Regions from separate parts of the Mus musculus genome. Here region 1 is linked to region 2. The links are chromatin contacts, called in public Hi-C maps. All regions are on one chromosome and are shown on one strand. Each heading gives the region's core, a stretch centred on a gene start, on an enhancer-like site or on the middle of the called end of the contact. The rest is flanking DNA. Distances are from core to core; before and after follow the strand shown.

Region 1 (3,293 bases), core at 253-2,752, 190 kb after region 2:
GATGAAGGAGAGTTTGAAATCAGTGGTCTTCCGGGAAGAGCTGAAACTCCACTAGACCTTTAGCAGCTGCATTTAGGGGGCAGTCAAGGGGGAAGAGAGCATCTCTGTGGTGTGCAGAAGCCCACTGTGACTGAAATGCAGAGCCAGGCACACAACCAGCACTGCCTCAGCTTCCACCTAAGAGGCCCAAAGCTCCTTCCCTTCACATCTGCATCACCTCCTGGTGCTTAATGGGCAGTTCTGCTCTGTAGCTTCCTAATTTCATTATTATGTAGAAGATAGCATTTAAATGGCTGGTCCTGACAAGTCTCTGATCAGAGGAGGCAAGAATCTCTATACAGGCTGGAGAGATGGCTCAGCAGCTAAGAGCACTGACTGCTCTTCCTTCCAGAGGTCCAGAGTTCAATTCCCAGCAACCACATGGTAGCTCACAGCCACCTGTAATGGGCATCTGATGCCCTCTTCTGGTGTGTCTGAAGACAGCAACAGTGTATTCATATACATATAAATAAATAAATCTTAAAGGTCACCAGACAGTTGCTTCTGAGAAGGCATTTATATGGACTGTCTTTGTAGTATTCATACGGACTGCTGACATCTCTGTAGGTAACTGGAGTTTCCGCGGTTCCCATGGTGTTTTCTGTTCTTGTCACAACTCTGTGTCCCAGGATTAGCATTAGGGATCTGTTGATAGGTTTGCTCTCCTACTAGACCACATTTTTCTTTCTTCTTCTCTTTGGTTCTTTGGTTATAGACTAGCTATGCAGCCCAGGCTGCCTGGAAGTCAAAATCCTCCCGCTACAATGATAGCCGTGCCGCCTAATTGTTTTTAACCTCCTATTCCTCAGGCACTGCTTAAAGCCATCTTTTAACCCGGTCGTCACCTCCAGTCACTCGTTCACCCCACATGCAGCTTCACTGCTGCTTCAGACAGGACACATCAGACTTTTAGATCCAAGGCACCCTGCGGCCAGAGCTGCCTTCCCGTTTGAAAGGCAAGAATGCCACATTCTTTTCTCTCTCTCTCTCTCTCTCTCTTTCACCTTCACTTCTATCTAATTTATTAAGGCTTAATATTTCCAATGCATAAGAAAAACAGCAAGTCCCACATAAAACATTCCACTGGTTGAGTTTCCAGCCTGTCTCAAGCTGTCAGATGTTCCCGCAGATGTCTACTGCCTAGGCTCATGAATGACCTTTCCTGTCTTGTCTTTTGTTTCTCTGTGCTTCCTTGAGATTTCCTGTTTGATTAGCCACACACTTGGGTGTTCAAGCTCCATGTGTCATTATTCACCATAAAAGGGACTGGGAAAGTAACCAGCCAGTTAAAACACAAAATGATGTAGTAACAAAAACAGCTGCATCTGAGAAGAAGGCCAAGGAGACAGTGGGGATCCAGGCAATCTGTAAATTTCAAAACCAAGACCCATTCAGTCAGGCATGGTTCACAGGCTGCTGACTGGGGCACTGGAGGCCCGTTTCATAACTGAAGCTCACCAGAGCCATGAATGAATCTGCTTTCCGTTACCTCTCAGCCACATCCTCGAGGCCGCCCCCACCCACAGTCGGCCTTAAGGGACTGAGACGGCTTCTCGGTCTCTTTCTCTCACAGAAAAGCCAATACCAACTAAAAGGCTTCCAGAAAAACGTTAACTTCCATTTTATTTCCCAATCTAAGAAACAGGTCCTCGGGCCCTTCCCTAAAGCAACCATGAAAGTCAAAGCAGGACAGATACAGACACAAGAACGGCAAGCACAGGCCGCCGCAAGTCCACATTCTCTAGACATCTGGAAGGTTTGTCTGTTTCCAGAGTCTCCCCTAGTCATGATCCACACCCACCACTGCCGTCTGGGCCAGCACAGCCCAGTTTTACACGGGATGTCATCAAAAACCAAAGCCTTCTCAAGATGACTACCAAACCAAGTGGTTCCCATGTCCACCACAGGTCAGTGCTAACTTCTATCTCGGCATGGGGTAAAAACCCTGACGACAGCAGTAAACATGCTTGAACTTCTAAAGTTGATAAAAGTAAACAAACTTTATCACAGCTGCATTACAGATGTTTCCATAAACTTTCATAATCTGTAAAATTCTAAGAATCTGTAATCTCTTGGGAAGTTTCTATTGCATGTGTTTATCTAAAATACTCACTATAAATTCCAACTCTGCATAGAAGTGATCTACAAAGTCAATCTGGGGCATGCGGTCTCCTGATCGCAACACTTTTCCCACGAAGTGGTCTTAAGGCATCTAACAAGCGTCATCAGTCCCCACCCCATAACCTTCATCCCAGCTTCTCCCCACATCCAACATGAACAACTGCAAGGAAAATTCTTAGGATGCTCGCTTGTATCAAATTATGATCTCATATTAAAACACAAGTCAAAAACTTAGCTGAGCGTGATGATGCACACCTTTAATCCCAGCACTCGGGAGGCAGAGGCAGGCCAATCTCCACGTGTTCAAGGCCAGCCTAACCTTCCCAATGAATTCCAAGCCAGCCAGTTACATGGTGTGACCCTGTCTTTAAAAAAACAAACATAGAACCTCAGGGGATGAAGAGAAGGTTCAGCAGCTATGAGCACTTGCTGCTCTGTCAAAGGACTCAGGTCCAGTTCCTAGCACCTACATCAAGCATCTTATTACTGTCTGTGACTCTGGTCCCAGGGGATTTAACACTGTCCTCTACCCTAGCCCCTAAAAGCATCAGGCTCACCAGTCACAGGTGAAGTCACTAGACCTATCAGACTATTTGATGTGATGAGCAGGAACACCTGAGAAACGCAGCTGAGCAGATTAACTACAAGCCTCAGGCAACCACACCACCATTAACTGTATGCATTACTGTGTACACATGCATGTGGTGGGTACACATGCCATGGTGTGTATATATACTTGTGCATGTCTGTAGGTCAGAGAACAGCTTTATGGGGTCAAGTCTCTCTTCCTACCCTTATACAAGTTCCAAGAATCAGACTCAGGTCCCTAGGCTGAATAAAGTCCCTTTATCCACTGAGCCATCTCACCAACCCCAATTTCCTTGGTATGAGTTTAAAATAAATTAAACTCGAATCCTTTTGTCAAAATATTTTTAACAGCTTAAACTTCCCTAAGGACTGTTGTTGAGTCTTGGGCTCCCACAGCTGCCTAAGGTAACTCTGAACTTCTGACCTCCATCCCACCTCCCAGGCATTGCATGGATATAGGCATGTATGACTATATATAGGATTTACCTATATTCTCTACAAACTCCATAATTTCATTATTACTACTCTAGTTAGCCACTATCTTG
Region 2 (3,504 bases), core at 596-3,095:
CATTCAGGAAGAGAACAGGACAGGAACATGGAGGGAGACACGGATCTCAGGGGAAGCCCCGCCCCACAGTTTACTGTGTGCTGTGCATCCTTGGTTTACCCCCATGTGAAGCACAACAATAAAATTCATCTCCCCGAATGCTAACAAGACTTAAATGGTCATGCCCTGAGAGCTCCTGGCACAGTCCCTGACAGGTAGTAAATGGTTAGCACTTCCCACCACCTTCCCTCTCTCCCTCCCTCCCACTCATGTTCCCTTTAAAGGCCCCATTAATTTCATTACCGTTCTTTAGAATGCTATCCCATGCTGCTAAAATCTTAACTGGGGAGATCTTATCTTTCATCTTTAGAGGACATTTTACTCTCTGGGGCTTCCTGGATCACAAATAGACCCATTAATGTAACAGCACAGAGAATACTGGCCTGTCAGTGATACTCCTCCATGAGGCAGTCAGGCATTGCAATTGTTCTACTGAACCAGTGAGGCATAGCTGGGGTTTCTCCTGGATGCCATGGGAATACGTGACCTAGCTCCTAGTCCCTACCCACTGGAGTCTCCGTTGTTGAGGGCCCCCTATTAACTATTAACTTTAGACTTCAACTTTTTAAACAAGTATTTCTGTGTGCATATACATGCATGTGTGTGTGTTCATGTTCTATATGAGTTCAGGTGCCCATGGAAGCCAGAGAGGGTATCAGATGCCCCTGGAGTGGAGTTACAGATGCCCAGCCTGAGTACTGGGAAAGTAAAGGGGATTCTCTTGAAGAAAGAACACATGTTGCTAGACAATGAGCCAGTTCTGCAGCCCCCAGATTTAGACTTTTAATTAACAGCAGTCTTCTTTGGGTAGTAACTACAGGGAAACCCGATTCCCTGCCATACTGTGCTAGTAAATCTATTCTATCCTAAAATCCATGAATCTCCCCCTCTTTGCACATTTCCTCCAGGTTACTTATCCAGGAGGCTCCTCTTTTCCCAGTTGGTCATAACAGGTATAGGTTTGTTTAGGGAGGAACCTCATCAGATTTAGCAGATGGTCCTTCAGACCAAGGCAGCCCATTGCTCAAGCCTTTCCCTCCCCACTGCTTCTGCTTCATAACTGGCTCCTGTCTGCTTCCAATAGTTCCCACATGGCCTTCTTTGTCTCTAGGCCCCCCAGTCCATAACTTCTCTCTGGTGCAGTGATGTGGTTACTCTCCTCTTTAAGACTGCCCGGGGGCCCCTCAGGCTCAAGACCAGGACCCTCAAGCTGACCAGACTTCTGGGAATTTCCTGGAACACACCCAGTGCTCTGACTCACAGCCCTTCACTCCCAGATACAAGTGCTCAGTGACTCATCTTAGACATGGTAAGACGGAAAATGTAAAGCAACCTGGCCCAAGTGTCTGGGCCCTGAGACAAAGCAGACTTCCAGATGGTCTCAGGGAAAGTTGAGATCCCCTCGCATCCGGACTAAGAATGTCAAGTCCTCTGGGGACAGACCCTGGGCTGGAAAGCTGAGGATGCTCTACAGACCTATGAGGTGTAGGATGCCGTCCAATGTGTTGAGTGTGTCTTGGATGGTAACTCCGGCACTCGTGGCTCTGGCATCAGCTTGCTGGGCTTCAGTAATCACCTGAGGACGAGTGAGTACAAAGGTGTTCTGAGATGTTATTTTTGTCTTGGCAACTAAAGAGAGCGCACATGGAAAGACGCCTGCACTCACCAGCTGCACCGTGTCCTTATCCGTGTCAAACTCCAGCTCCTTTCTGGCCAGCTCCCCCTCCATCTCTCTCATCTCGCTCTTCAGAGTGGCCAGTCCCTTCTCCATGGCCAAGGCCCCATCTGCTGTCACATTAGCTTCCAAGTTCAGACTCCCTATCTCCTGGGAGAATAAAAAGAGCCAGGGACGTGAGGAAAGGGAGGGTGAGGCTCAAAGCATCCCAAGGACAATTGGAGAAAAAAAAACCAAAAAAACATCTGTGCCTGGCTCTGATGGAGCAAGTCAGATGGACAATGAGAGAGTCAGACTTCGGGACACACCCTTCCCCAGGCTGGCCCTCAAGCAAGTTAGTTCAAGGTTAGCTCTCTAGAGACTAGGAGGGTCAGTGCGAAAACACTGGTTCTCTTTCAGTTCGGTGCCTAGAAAATTTCTAACGCAATCAGGAAAGCATTTGAGCAAACCCAGAAGGCAAGAAACACCATTCTCTGACACTCATGGGCTTTATTCCAAAGACTCACCTGGTCTTTGGAACAACTTTACAAGGATTTCCCCAAGACAGTTGTACTTGGAATACAGACCTGGAGTTAACTGTAGTGGTGGGTTTTTGTCTTTGCAGGGAAAAAGTTCATCAATGCCTTTATCAATAAGCTACAATTAAACAGTTGCAGGTATCTTTATGCTTGATGCCATATAAAGGAAGGTTTATGAAACTGCCCTCAAGGGGAATTATTAGAAATTATAGTTTGTAGGTTACCAAGCAGTCTTAAAAGTGAGGTCGAATAGTCTAGATGCCCAAGACCTCTTGACTTCCTGGAGTGGCACCAGCTCCCTAGAAGTCCTTAAGTAAGCAGGAAGGAGGTCACTTTCAGCCGAGAAGCATTCCTTTGCTGGAGCTCTAGGCATAGCAGAGCTGGATCTCAGATCTCTTGAATGCTCGTCAAGCAAGGGACCAGATAGTTCTTATCTCCATCCCTAGCACCAAGCATTCACAGTGCCGGACAGACTAAAATAGGCCCAGCTGAGACAAAGGATATAGAAGGCTGTAGAGCACGGGGATTTCATATCCAGAATCAAAACGCTGATGTCAATTGTTACAAGTTAAATTTACGTCCTAAAACTCATGGTGAAGTCCTAAGGGCTAGGGATGTTTCTCAGAGGGAGAGAGCTTACCAGCACGAACAAAGACATGGTGGATGGAGTCTTTGCTTACACGCTTCTCTCAACTCAGAAGATGGCCTTATTTGAAAACTGACAGTTGCAGATGTAATTAGCTACAGTGAAGTTACACTGGACCCTTAATTCAGTGAGACTGATATCTTCTTATAAGATAAGACTGAGATATGAATATAGTGGCCAGCCTGGGCTACATAGTGAGATCATATCTTGAAGAAGATGAAGGAGAAGGAGAGGAAGATGGGGAGAAGAAGAAGAGAAGGGGAAAGAAGAAGGAGGAAGGAGGATAGAGAAAAGAAGAGATGATAGAGGACTCTGGGGATCACACAAGCAGGGAGTGGACGGATAAAGCTATGCACCAAGGAAGACCAGGATTGCCTGGCCTCCTCTGCAGCTGGCAAGAGGAAAGGAAGAATTCTCCCTGGAGCTGTCAGGAGAAGTGGAGCCCTGGGCGACTAGTTTCTCATCCTAACCTTCCGAACGGTGCAAAAGTCACTTCTATTTTTCTAAGTATTTTCTGATAGCAGCCTTAGAAATCTTCATAGTAAACAACTCTGGGTGTTCTCCACAGTGCTGTTCAAAGGAACATGGAATATGGTGTAATAGCTGCTAGCCAGTGATAGAATCCA

Evidence for each region. A called contact is a pair of places that touch in the nucleus more often than the background predicts.
Region 1: a contact with region 2 is called in a Hi-C map of uterus, with 4 times the contacts expected there. The contact joins two enhancer-like sites. A contact is called at or near these places in 14 of 39 promoter capture datasets (the 3T3-L1 cell line, 3T3-L1-derived adipocytes, the C10 cell line and 11 more), 12 of 484 Hi-C or Micro-C datasets (the 3T3-L1 cell line, adipose-derived mesenchymal stem cells, embryonic fibroblasts and 4 more), 10 of 115 datasets of contacts at active chromatin or transcription factors (the NIH/3T3 cell line, acute myeloid leukemia, embryonic basal ganglia and 6 more) and 2 of 9 other capture datasets (adipose tissue and embryonic stem cells).

Annotation. Positions count from the first base shown.
Region 1 is chr1:153,316,234-153,319,526 of GRCm38.p6, forward strand. All of the region lies in intron 1 of Lamc1 (laminin, gamma 1), which reads right to left. Among named protein-coding and RNA genes, the nearest start is that of Lamc1, 15 kb to the right of the region's middle. Within about 2 kb of position 1,503, at least 56 of the 459 cell types and tissues checked have an H3K27ac peak or open chromatin away from gene starts, as enhancers often do. A contact at or near this core is called in adipose tissue, fibro-adipogenic progenitors, heart atrium and 2 more, where this site is marked.
Region 2 is chr1:153,125,301-153,128,804 of GRCm38.p6, forward strand. It overlaps Lamc2 (laminin, gamma 2), which reads right to left. Exons shown (of 24, transcript NM_008485.3): 22 at 1,706-1,864; 23 at 1,516-1,615. Among named protein-coding and RNA genes, the nearest start is that of Lamc2, 59 kb to the right of the region's middle. Within about 2 kb of position 1,846, at least 79 of the 459 cell types and tissues checked have an H3K27ac peak or open chromatin away from gene starts, as enhancers often do. A contact at or near this core is called in adipose tissue, fibro-adipogenic progenitors, heart atrium and 2 more, where this site is marked.